Regions from separate parts of the Mus musculus genome. Here region 2 is linked to region 1. Evidence: chromatin contacts called from public Hi-C data. All regions are on one chromosome and are shown on one strand. The core of a region is the stretch at or near the end of the contact, and the rest is flanking DNA. Distances in the headings are between cores, read along the strand shown.

Region 1 (6,014 bases), core at 1,884-4,383:
ATTAATTTTGAACAGAGGTGCCAAGAGCACATACTATAGAAAGGACAGTCTTTTCAAGAAGGAGTGCTGGTAAAACTGGGTCTCTCCATATGTAGAAGGATGAAATTAGACCTTTGTTTTATGCTGTATAAAAAAAAAGACTCAAAATAGATGGACGATTAAGCATAACCTACAATATAAAGCAACCAGAAGAAAACAGAGAAAAGCCCGTGGTGATGTCTAAGTGACCATTTCTAGCCTGGCTTGGACTTTAAAAATCACAGACAACAGAAGCTGAAGGAGACGAATGGGATGGCATTTATGAACAGCAAAGATAGTCATTACTTCAGAGAAGACATACAGGGGTTGGGAAGAAATAATTACAAATTATACAGTTAATAAATATCTGAGAATCCTAAGTTTCTGATAAGGGACCAGTACCCAAAATATCTAAGAAGGTGAAAAAAATGCATACCTGGTAAACAACCTGACTGAAAAACAGGCAAAGGATCTGAATAGATGCTTTTCAGAAGAGAGACGATTGAGCAGCAGGCGCGTGAGGGAAATGTTCAGCATCTCTGGTCAGCAGGGGATGGCAGTAAAAGCCATCACAAGAAGCCACACAACTCGCCACTCTCTGAAGAGGCATGACAGGAAGAAGCATCCCGTGGAATACGGAGGAAAGACAGTCCTGGAGTAGTGGTGAGAAGGTCAAGTACAGCGGTCACATCAGGGAACTAGTGTGAAAGGTTCTTAAAAGACTAAAGTTAGAACTGACATAGCACTCAGAAGTCCAGCTTCCGAGTCACCAGGAACTGACCAAGTCGGCTGAAGGGAGACCTGCATTCCTAGGCTCAGCCCAGCAGCCAAGGTGAGAAAAACAGGGGACGTATCCAACAGTGGTCAAATGGATAGTGAAAATGTGGTTTAAACGCACAGGGAGGTACAGTGAGGTTCTGCACCTGCAGAATGAAGGACATTCTGTCCTTTGGGATAACCAATAAGGACACAATGCACTGGTATTTCAAAATTGCTAAAAAATGACTACATCTTTTTTTTTTTTTTTTGAAAAAGCATCCTCGCCGCAGGGGAAAAATAAGTTGGTAAGTTAATTGATGTTTTAGTTAGCCTGTTTGAATCTTTCCGCAATTGATAAAAACATTACATTGTATTCCATAAATATGTCATTTGTGATAATTTGTGAAGCTGGAAGGTGTGCTAAATAGAATAAGCTAGGCACAGAAAGGCAAATACTGAATCTATGAAAGGTAGCCTCATAGAAACGGGTAGTTGGAAGTACCAAGGGTGTGGGGGAGGAGGAGGGATGGAGAAATGGGAAATAATGATCAAAGGAAACACATTTCCAATATGAAGACAGGAGTAACTTTCAGGAATATATTGCAGGGCCTGGGGAATACAATTTACACGATGCATTGGTATTTCAAAATTGCTAAAAGATGACTAGATTTTTTTTTTTAACATCCTTGCCATAGGGGTTAAAATAAGTTGGTAAGGTAATTGATGTGTTAATTAGCTTGTTTGATTCTTTTTGCAATTGATGAAAACATTATATTGTATTCCATAAATATGCCCAATTATCATCAATTAAAAGATCATTAATCTGAGAACCAGGCACTTTGTTTCTATAAACTTATGGTATAAAAAAATTAAAATTGGAAAATATTTATAGTAGACATGGCAAGTTATTAAAAGTGTTAGTTATTATGACTTGCCGCAGATCAATAGTGATAAAGGTGGCTAGGAAAATGGCTCGGTGTCATGAGTAAAGCGCTGCTTGTTCAGCAAGCACAAGGACCTGCCGCTTAACTTCTGTGTGAACAACCCTAGCGTGGTGGGATCTCACTGGCCAGCCAGTTCAGCCTAACTGACCATCCCTAGGTCCCTATCTCAAAAACGTTTCCTTTGGAATGACTTCTGACCGCCACATGCGTGTGTGCAAACACTCATAGGCACCTGAGCATACATAAACACACCCCCTCCTATAAAAAGAACGAAACTAGCAATGTTAGACACTGCATTCTTGTCAGAAGAAGGCTGCCAGCTCTCTGTGCTGGCTTGATTTCAACTCCTACAGGGTTGGCACTTCCTTTGCTGTGCTAGATCTTTAAGCATTTCAGAGAGGGGCTTGTCTTGCCCAGGCACAGCTGATGCTCCTGCCTGTGGATACACAGGTTAGAATGGGGTTCCGAATGGTGTGACCTCACCAGGAGGGAGCTACATCATACATAGGACAGTGTCTTAGTTAGGATTTTATTTCTGTGTAGAGACCATGACCAACTCTTATGAAGGAAAAGATTTCACTGTAAGGGGGTGACTTACAGTTCAGAGATTTAACCCATCATTGTCATGGTGGGAAGCATGACAGAGACAGGTAGATAGGTTGCTGGAGAAAGAGTTGAGAGTTTTACATCTTGACCTTTAAGCAGCAGCGGTGAATGCCACACTAGGCCTAGCTTGAGCATCTGAGACCTTAAAGCCCACTCCTGCAGTGACACATTTCCTCCCAGCAAGGCTACATCTCCTAATAGCTCCACCTATGTGGGCCAGACATTCAAACAGGAATCAATAAGGTCCATTCCTACCACAGACAGAATGATGGCTATTTTTGGTTATCAACTTTGATTATCTGCATCTAGAATTAACTGTAGCCCAAGCAAGCTGCTGAATACGTCTGTGAGGTAATTTTGTGTATTGAATTATTTGAAATGGGAACATCCACCCTAAATTTTTGTCTTTTGAGGTGGAAAGATCCACCTTAAATCTGGGCCATATCTATTGGTAGCCTCTGTAAAGGACATAGAAGCAGGAATTCTTTACCTGCTTGTCCTCACACTCATAGGCAAGACCTTTCCTTCACTGGTATTGGAGTGTACTTCTTTGGGATTCTGTCAAACCCCCAAACTAGCTGCGACGTCCAGCCTTAAGGTCCGAAAAACTACTGGATTTTGGGATTTTTCCATCTGAAGACAGCCGTTGTTAGAATAGTCAGATACTAACCTGTAAGGCACTCTAATACATTCCATTTTTTGTATAGAGCCATTCTATCAATTTGTTTATCTAGAGAGGCCTGACTCATACAGACAGGGAGGGCGGCAAGGGCTGCAGAGATGAGTCACCGGCATGACCAATAGCTAGAACTCATAGTTCTGAGAAGCAGCGTGGGGGAAGTGGTTTGCTCTCCCTCACCATGGCTACCGGTGACACTTAAGAAAGGCAGCTTGTTTGTCCTGGACACTTGGATTCTATTTGACTCAAGGTCCTGTTTGCAGGCGTGGAGGCTCCTCTGGGGGGATGCGAGGGCGGGAGCCCCTGAACTCAGCAATGGCTCCTCACACCCATCCACAACTCAGGCAAAAGATCATCACAGTCACTGAACTACCATAGGAGAGGGATCCTCTTAGCATCTGAGAGAGTGTGTCTTGTTTAGAAGACAGCCTTAGGAGACACAGTGACATGCAAGGAAGGGTATTAATAGACAGGGGGCTATGGTGGGAGATTAAGAGGCCACAGGGAAAATTCGGTTGTGCTTTACACCTGCTTAGGGGAGGGCAGCAAACTGGGGGATGAATGTGTGATCTCTTGTTTTTCCCAAGGGACTTAACTCTGAGGATCTTTGCCTGTACTCAGTGTGAGTCATATGGAAGGCCCAGACACTCCATCAGCTCTCTGATCAATATCATAGTATCTAATATGATCCAGGAGTTTGCTCCTTAATAGCTTCACTGGCTATTTGTCTCTTAGATTGCTTTCCTGCCTACTCCTCAACCTCATGTACATTGGTCCCTAGGAATGAAATATCTAACAATGGAAGAAAATTAACATTTGGCTTTCCTGGGCACAAAATATAGTTCTTGGGGAATCTGTAAAAGAACAGTGCCCTGTATGGACTGGTCTGATAAACTGGTTAGTAGTGAATGATATGAGGAGGTTGGAGTGTTGCAGGACCACAGGCTAGTTAGGAGTTATCTTGGGCTATCTTTAGCATCCTTAATAACTATTCCTTGCTTATGTGCATGTCTGAGCTGATATTCTTGGGACTAATGGGTAAAACCTCTTGGACTATGGCACCTGGAACCCATGCAGCTATTTCCCTGATGAACTATAACCCGGCTATCGGATGCCTCTGACAAGTGTACTGATTCATGAAATTCTTTGTTCCCTTACTCTAAAAACTTCATGAGGGTCATTGAGATGGCTCAGCAAGCAAAGATGTTTGTTTCCAAGGCTGCTGACCTTAGTTCCGTCCCTGGGACACACATGGTAGAAAAAGAGAATCAACTACAGGTTATCCTCTGACCTCCATATGTGAGCCATAACACAGCATGGAATAACCTATATATGTATACACAAAAAAATAAATGTAATGAAGATTTTATATAAACTTCATGAAATGGCTGCCATATTGAAACATGGAATTTTGGGAAACTTGAATATGTGTCCCTGGGCTCATAGTCACTAATATTTGGCTTGAGACTATTCCCTATCCTTTTGAAGTAAGGACTGTGTTTTATATGACATGGGGAAGAAGCCACAGTGCCTTAATGTTTCTACTAACTCTGAGTCTGTCTGGTTAACTTAACCCAAGATTCTCCAATAACACTTCATGTGCCTTATGTTTGAGAGTGTTTTTTTTCTTTGGTCCCGCCTTCCCCTCACCTCAGGTCAACACTGCCAGTTCCCATGCTCAGTTGCTGAGACCCTCAGTATATTCCCAAGGCTGCCATTAACTCTCTGATCTTGGACCTATTGCTGGAATTGGAGGTGGTGTGAGTCTCTCGAAGACAGGCTGGAGGTGAGGAGTATAGTCCCTGAACTTCCATGCTGCTCAGGGTGACCTTCCCTCCCCAATGCCTCCCTTTCCCCAGTCCTTAGTGAGGGCAGCTGGGAAGGAATAGGCCAGGCTTCCTCTCCATGCCCCTCTGCATTCTCATGGACTGCTGAGGTCTCCTGTGCACATAAGCACATTTTACACCCTGATTTCTGCACAGCGTGCTGTGCCTGTTCTTTGCCTAAACCATGATACAAAAGACCAAATCTTTGAAGAAGTGCTTGCCTTACTATGTAGGAACCTGAGCTTGATTCAGCACAACCCATGCAGAGAAAGCCAGAATTTGTAATCTGAATAATGGGGAGGCTGAGGCAGACCAATTATGGGACTCACCAGCCAGCTTAGCCTAGTTGAAGAATTCCAGGTCACTGAGAGACCCTATATTAAACCAAGACCAAAAACAGGGATGGCACCTGAGGAACACATAAAAGTTATATTGTGGCCTACACTCATATATACACATGTGCATGTGCACCCCCTACATAAACACATAAACACACACACACACACACACACACACACTCCACATGAAGAACATGGCTTCCCACGTCCAATTGCGGTCCCAGCCAAATCATCGCCAAGTGGATTAGAATAACACCAACTTTTGCTACCATGGCAACTGCTGTTGGTTGCGCAATTGCTGACTTTTGAAGCTACTTAAAAATGTGCAAACCGTTTTGCATAAAGTGGCTTTACATCTCCCAGAGCAGTGGTTTCCATTTCCCCTCGAGACTTCCCCTCAAGAAAATTTACCTCTTTTCTCCCTTAGAAACATTTCATAATTTCTATTTCCAAAGGATTATTTAAAAATAAAGTCCACCAAAATAGTTTCCTTATGCTCATGGAGGAGCAAATATAAATTAAAAAATGAGAAACTTAATTCTTTCAGTTGAGACCAGGGACTCCTGGCGCCCTTCTTTTACAGCATTTGCTTTAGAAGACAGGACTTTTTCTTGTCTTTTTTTTTTTTTTTTTGAAATCTACATAAATCTTTTAAACACCAAAATATTCCCTTGCCAGCTCTGTTGCTCATAGACCCAGGAAAGTTTCCTTTTAAGAATTGGGGATCAATCATCACTTTGAAATGTAATGACCAGAGAAGACAGTGTCCTAGGTGCCCTAGGGTAGCCACCAACTCTCCAGACTCCAAGCCTGCCTTATAAACTTGAAGACCTGAGTTCAAATC
Region 2 (6,014 bases), core at 1,954-4,453, 200 kb before region 1:
GTACTCTGGAGACAGAGGCAGGCAGGCAAACTCTGTGAGTTTGAGACCAGCCTGGGCTACAGAGAGAAACCCTGTCTCAAAAAAGAAAAGAAAAAGGAAAGGAAAGGAAAGGAAAGGGAAGGGAAGGGAAGGGAAGGGAAGGGAAGGGAAGGGAAGGGAAGGAAAGGAAAGGAAAGGAAAGGAAAGGAAAGGAAAGGAAAGGAAAGGAAAGGAAAGGAAAGGAAAGGAAAGGAAAGGAAAAAGGAAAGGAAAGGAAAGGAAGAAATCAATTCCCAAGGGCATACAGAAATTAAGTGGACTTTGAACTGTCATCAGAATGTGTCACATTCAGGGCAAGGTGCTGAACGACGGACAGTAGGACCCTCTCTGCTCTTAGAAAGCTTTGTTTGGTAGGGGGCAGTTGGCAGAGGAAGCTGCTCTGTAATGGACTGCGGGATGTGCCAGTTAAGTAGGGGATAGGGGCCCCAAGGAGTGGGACCTAAACCAGTAGGGTGGGAAGTGAAGATTCCTTGAGGAGCAGGGGTTATATATGAAACTATAAGCCCTTCCTCATGGCTCACATGAGGGAATAGGGGCAGAATGAGCTTTGTAGGAGAGACAAGAAGGGAGGTTTGTTGACAGATGTGTGCAGAGGAAGAGGGGAGCAAAATCACCAAGAACCCTGGGTAATGGGGAGGGAGGCCTTGGCTATTTATACCCAAAGCATCATAGGGCTAGGGAGATGGCTCAGGGAGGAAAGGTGTTTTCCACACGAGTCTTGAGCATCTGAGTTCAGATTCCCAGCATACATGGGAACATGTGTAACAGCCAGCTTACTTTTGGAATCCCAGTGCTGGGGACGTGGTGACAGACAAATTCCTGGAGCACATTTACCTGCCAGACCAGCTAAACTATTGAGCATTAACCAGGGCTAGTGAGAGACCCTGTCTCAAAAACTAAGAAAGTCATCAGGGAAAACACGTTAGATTGACTTCTGACCTCCACATACATACACTACATACACACACAAGTGCATGTGCACCAACATAGTTATGTTGACTTCTGGCCTTCACATGTATATACATGCATACTTGGACAGACATGAATATATATATATACATATATATACATATACACATTTATATATATATATATATATATATATATATATATATATATATATATCCTCTTACACAGAAATTTTCATAGACAGAAAAGCACTTCAGAAGGATTCTGGGTCCAAATGGAGGAGAGGCCTGGATGTCTATTGTAGGAGAGACAGATGTTAGGAACAAGCCAGTGAGGAAGCATCTAAAGATGGGATGGTATGGAATAGAGAGGAGAGGAGAGTGAGCAGCCTGTTGTGGCTCTGGCCTCTCGCACAGCATCAGGGATGTGGGTCTGCTAACAGACATAGATGCCTTCAAGGAGCCCTGGGTCAGGCAAATGCAGGGTTGGAGGTCTCCATGGCCGAATTGGCAGGGTCTAATAACACTCAGATCTAAGCATAGGTATAATACTTGGAAGGGACTTGGTGGGCCATGGATGTTCCTATCAAATAGCTGGCAGTGGATTTATGGTTGTATAGAGGGCTGAGGGCAAAGCCCAGAAGAACATGGACATTCTAGGGGTAGCTGGAAAACAGAGAAGATGGAGGAGCCTGGAGAGCAGGGGGAGTAACTAGATAGACTCTTTGCTGAATGTGTTCCTGTAGCCCAATGGGCAGCCTAGGGACTGTAGAAATCCCATACTAGACATGCCACGGGGGGAGGGGACACGGTGCAGCTCATCAATAGAGCGACTGTCTACTAACCATGAGGCTCTGGGTGATAAGGTCTCTCTCTCTCTCTACGGTCTTCCTGAAGAACCAGATAGTGAACTCTCTAGCATAGAATTCTGATGTCTGAAAACAGCTATTTTTCCTTTCCCATTTTTGATCCTTTTTTTGTGTGTGTGTGAGACAGGGTCTCATGCTGACAAGACTAGCCTTAGCTCTACACGTAGCGAAGGATGACCTGAGAGTCTGATTCTCCTGCTTCCTCCTCCTCAGTGCTTGGATTTTAGGTATGGACCATCACACCCCATTTATGTGTTGCTAGGGACCCACCCCAGGCTGTGCTGCCTGCTAGGCAAGCCCTCACCAAGTGAGGTACATCTCCAACCCCATCTTCAAATATTTGGCTGGATGTAGCACTTCTGTAGATGACCATAGAGCTCTGGGCATGGATTTTGGCCTTAGTCATGACTTAGCCATCGTGGCTGGGCCTGTGGCATCCTTCACTACCTCTCTTTTCTTTGCTGGGTTAGAGACTTGGTCCCTGACACTCAGAGCTGAAGGAGACAAAGAGAGGTACGCTAAGTCTCACAAGTATCTAATTAGGAGTCTAGGTTGAGGCAGAGACCGTGCGCGGGGTTTGAGGAGGTCCATCCAGTCTTCTCCAGTCTCCCTCTGATTCCCCTCCCCCCCCTGCCCCCTCAGCTTACCTGGAGTAGACGCCACTTTTATACATCAAAAAATCTTCAGTCACCTCAAAGGCGAAGCTCACAGGGTTGTATAGAGCCACAGCCTCAACCATTGCAGCCTCGTCATTCTGTGGACAGACAGAAGGGCTGACAGACATGCAGGGCATCTCCCACCTCCCCTCCATGTTTATGGCCTGTTGTCTGAAGGTAGGGGCTGGAGTTCCAGAGCTGTGCAGGTAACCTTGAGGGACAACAACCCCTGACATTGAGCAATAATGCAGACTCCACCTTCTTATGCAGGGTGTCAGCAAGCACCCTTTGGATTGAATTTTGTTATTTTTTGAGATAGGGTCATAAGTGGTCCAGGCTGGGCTCAAACTTGTTACCTCAAGCTGAGGGCCATACTTGTGGCCCTGAAGCTGAGGATGATCTTGGACAATCTTCCTGCCTTCATCTCTCAAGTGCTGGGATTACAGGCTTGAACTACCATGCCTGGCTTGGATGAATTTTATCTTTTAGAAACCTTTTAAAACAGGGCATGATGGCACACACCTTTAGTCCTTAGCACCTGGGAGGCAGAAGCAAGTGGGCCTCTGAGTTCAAGACCATTCTGGTCTACATATTGGGTTTTAGAACACCCAGAGCTATATAACAGACTGTCTCAAAACAAAAAGTAAAACTAAACAGATTGATGGGGACGGAGCACGTTAGGCGAGTGTTCTACACTTATGTATGTCACTATGCCGTGTCTTTGTTGTTGTGGTGGTGGTGGTGGATCAAACCTAAGGTTAAATCTCATGCGTGCTAAACAAGTGTTCTATGACTAAGATACACCTCATTTAGATTTTAATCTGGCTTATAGTTCTTCCTCCCAAACCAGACTAGCTCCCTTGTGGCTTTGGCCTTTGCCCTCCCTTTCTGAGCGTCTGGAAATCTCTCACTTGTCTCCCTGACAACCTCACACACAGTTCAGCCGTTCATTCTCTCAGTCACAACTGACCACTGAGGCCATCCTACGAAAGATGCAGAGATGAGTGTGACGCTCTCGCTTCAGCTCCACATCCAGGAAGACAATCTAGGGAACCTCATGGGTGGAACAGAGATCTTACAGATCCAAGGATAGGCAATAACTATACCGGGGTGGAAACAAGACCAGTCAAGGCCTTGAGCCTTCTGAGCAGGACCTGCCATGTTGGTGGGGGAAAGCAAGAAGGGAGTCATGGGAACTTTTTGGAGGCAGGGGGACAGCAGCAGCCAGAAGCACTTGGTAGACCTCCAAAGTCTCCCTCCAGGGCAAAGGTGGTTCCCCTACTCTGTGTTTTACAGCAACCCAGTTGGGAACAAAACTGAGAGGGAGCCACAGTAATGAGATGCTTAGGAGTGGAAATGATGCAGGAGATTCAGTGAGTTGAGGCCAGGGCTCAGAGAAGGGAAGCAAAGCACAGAAGGAGACAGAGTGCAGAACTCGGTGTGTCCTCGCTCAGGCAATGGGTTCCTTCCAAGTATGGCTAGACTTCTTGGGAGCACAGGAGATCACAGAGGCCTGCCGCGTTAGGGCAAGAACCTCGGTGGCTGGCACTGTTTCAACGCTCTCCCTTGTCCTGTCTGAGAGTTCTGGCCTGCTCTCTGGGGCTCTGCTTGTGCTCCTGACGTGTCTTCCTGGGAACCAGACAAAAGGTAACTTTTGAGTGCTTCTTTCACTTCCTGGTGGAGTCCAGTGGCCCAGAGGGCCAGTCTTGGTGGGTGTGTTAAAAAAACAAAACAACAACAACAAAAAAAACAGGTTTCTTTCTAGGAGACGATAATATCTCTATTGCAGGAAGTGAGCTGTATTGCTGAGGTGGTTAACGCCAGTTCTGGAGTGACATTCCTCAGTCAAATCCAGCCTCACCTCTCAGCTCCTGGGCACATTTTTAAAGCTCCTCTGAGACTTAGTTGTCTCATCTGTCAAATGGAGTTAATAACCACATTCCTGTCATAGGTTATTTGGAAATGAGGCCCATCGGGTGGCTTTATACTGCCCTAATCACTCCAAACTGTTATTGCTATGGGGAGCTTGGCATGCCCTTTCTTTGGATGGTAGCTGCTGTCATTACAGAAAGTTCATGTTTGTGCCACACGCCCCCTTACCTGCATATCACATCTGCACACGTCATGGAGGTTTCTCACATCATACACACTCCTCCCTGACTGAGCCCATGCCTCCCAGACTCACGAGGCCACTCATGCATGCTCACACGTTCTCTTGGAAAAGCAGGGTGTGACTGCGTGTTCAGGAATGCTGCCCTTCAAGTATAACAGACATTACCATCTTAGAGTGGCCCTGATCAGACTCAGTAAGATTTGACTTGCTGGTGTTCCCTCATAGGAGGGGGAAGGGAGGTTCATGAGACTCTCCCCCGTGGTTGCAGATATCTCCCCCCCACCTGCCGAGTCTCTGTCAAGGCTATATAAACTGTCCCAGCTTCATGTGGTCTCTGCAGGTTCTAGTGTACATAGGAGGTAGCATGTGCTATCTATGCAGCTATATGGAGTTATTATCATCTCTAACATGGGACATTTTGATGACACAGCCGATTTGAGGTTATTCACATTCCTGTAAGTAAGCCCAACAAATTCACAGGCTCACCAAGCTAGACTTGGGTGCACTGTGATCATTTTGGTCTGTTGTGGGTACCCTAGCTGGTGTGAGCAGGCATCTGTTACTATCTTACGGGAAAGCTCCAGGTGAGGTGTGGCAGACCTTATTAGAGCAATGATGGGTTACTCTCTTTCCCTCAGCCTGGGGGCTGAAAGGGAGACCAGCAACACAGGATACACACAGCCCCTACCTAAGCCACAGGCAGGTGACAGGGGTGGGAACAATACTGTGCCTTTCAGACTTGAGGAAGGCTGGGGCTGCAGCAGATCTTAGTCTGGCCTGACTGACAAGCGCATGCCCCTCACCTCCCCATGTGCAGACTTGCCTGGGCCAGCCACGAGTGCAGTGGTTCTCAACCTGTGGCTCACGACTCCTTTACGGGGTGCTGTTGAACGACTGATCAGTTCACAGGGGTCACATATCAGATATTACCTTATGACTCATACCAGTAGCAAAATTACAGTTATGAAGTAGCAATGACTAACTTTAAGGTTGGAGGTCATCACAACAGGAGGAACCGTATTAAAAAAAGGTGGCAGCATTAGGGAGGTTGAGAACTACTATGCTAGAGGGATGGTGGGGATTATTGCATTTTAGACAAGAAAACAGACCCACAGGCACAAAGTCCCCCATAGACCTGTAACCCAGAACCCAGTGCACCCCCTGTCACCCCATGATTCCTTCCTGTCTTTCACCACATAGCCTTTATATGGTGAGCAGGGGTCAGCAATAACCCAGATTCCTCCATCTGTGACAAGCTTCCCAAAAGAGCTGCTCTTCTGGCCTCCATAGCAGAACACACTCCCTAGCTAGAGCTGGACGCAGTACTCACGAGTGTGATGTTGACAACATTCTTGACGAATGCAACAGCTTTTTGGGGGTTGAATCTGCATGAACTATCCTGTTCGGGGTGAAATAGGGAAGAGAATAC

Evidence for each region. Hi-C and Micro-C count contacts between places; a contact is called where the count stands out from the background.
Region 2: a Hi-C map of group 2 innate lymphoid cells shows a contact between it and region 1, with 4 times the contacts expected there. The contact joins two enhancer-like sites. A contact is called at or near these places in 3 of 484 Hi-C or Micro-C datasets (bone marrow-derived macrophages, group 2 innate lymphoid cells and nephron progenitors), 4 of 115 datasets of contacts at active chromatin or transcription factors (bone marrow-derived macrophages, cardiomyocytes, embryonic stem cells and 1 more) and 2 of 9 other capture datasets (adipose tissue and embryonic stem cells).

What each region holds. Positions count from the first base shown.
Region 1 is chr9:89,871,795-89,877,808 of GRCm38.p6, reverse strand. No RefSeq gene overlaps it. Among named protein-coding and RNA genes, the nearest start is that of Rasgrf1, 35 kb to the left of the region's middle. Within about 2 kb of position 3,133, at least 112 of the 459 cell types and tissues checked have an H3K27ac peak or open chromatin away from gene starts, as enhancers often do. A contact at or near this core is called in group 2 innate lymphoid cells, where this site is marked.
Region 2 is chr9:90,068,375-90,074,388 of GRCm38.p6, reverse strand. It overlaps Ctsh (cathepsin H), which reads right to left. Exons shown (of 12, transcript NM_007801.3): 9 at 5,916-5,984; 10 at 2,464-2,570. Among named protein-coding and RNA genes, the nearest start is that of Ctsh, 17 kb to the right of the region's middle. Within about 2 kb of position 3,203, at least 17 of the 459 cell types and tissues checked have an H3K27ac peak or open chromatin away from gene starts, as enhancers often do. A contact at or near this core is called in group 2 innate lymphoid cells, where this site is marked.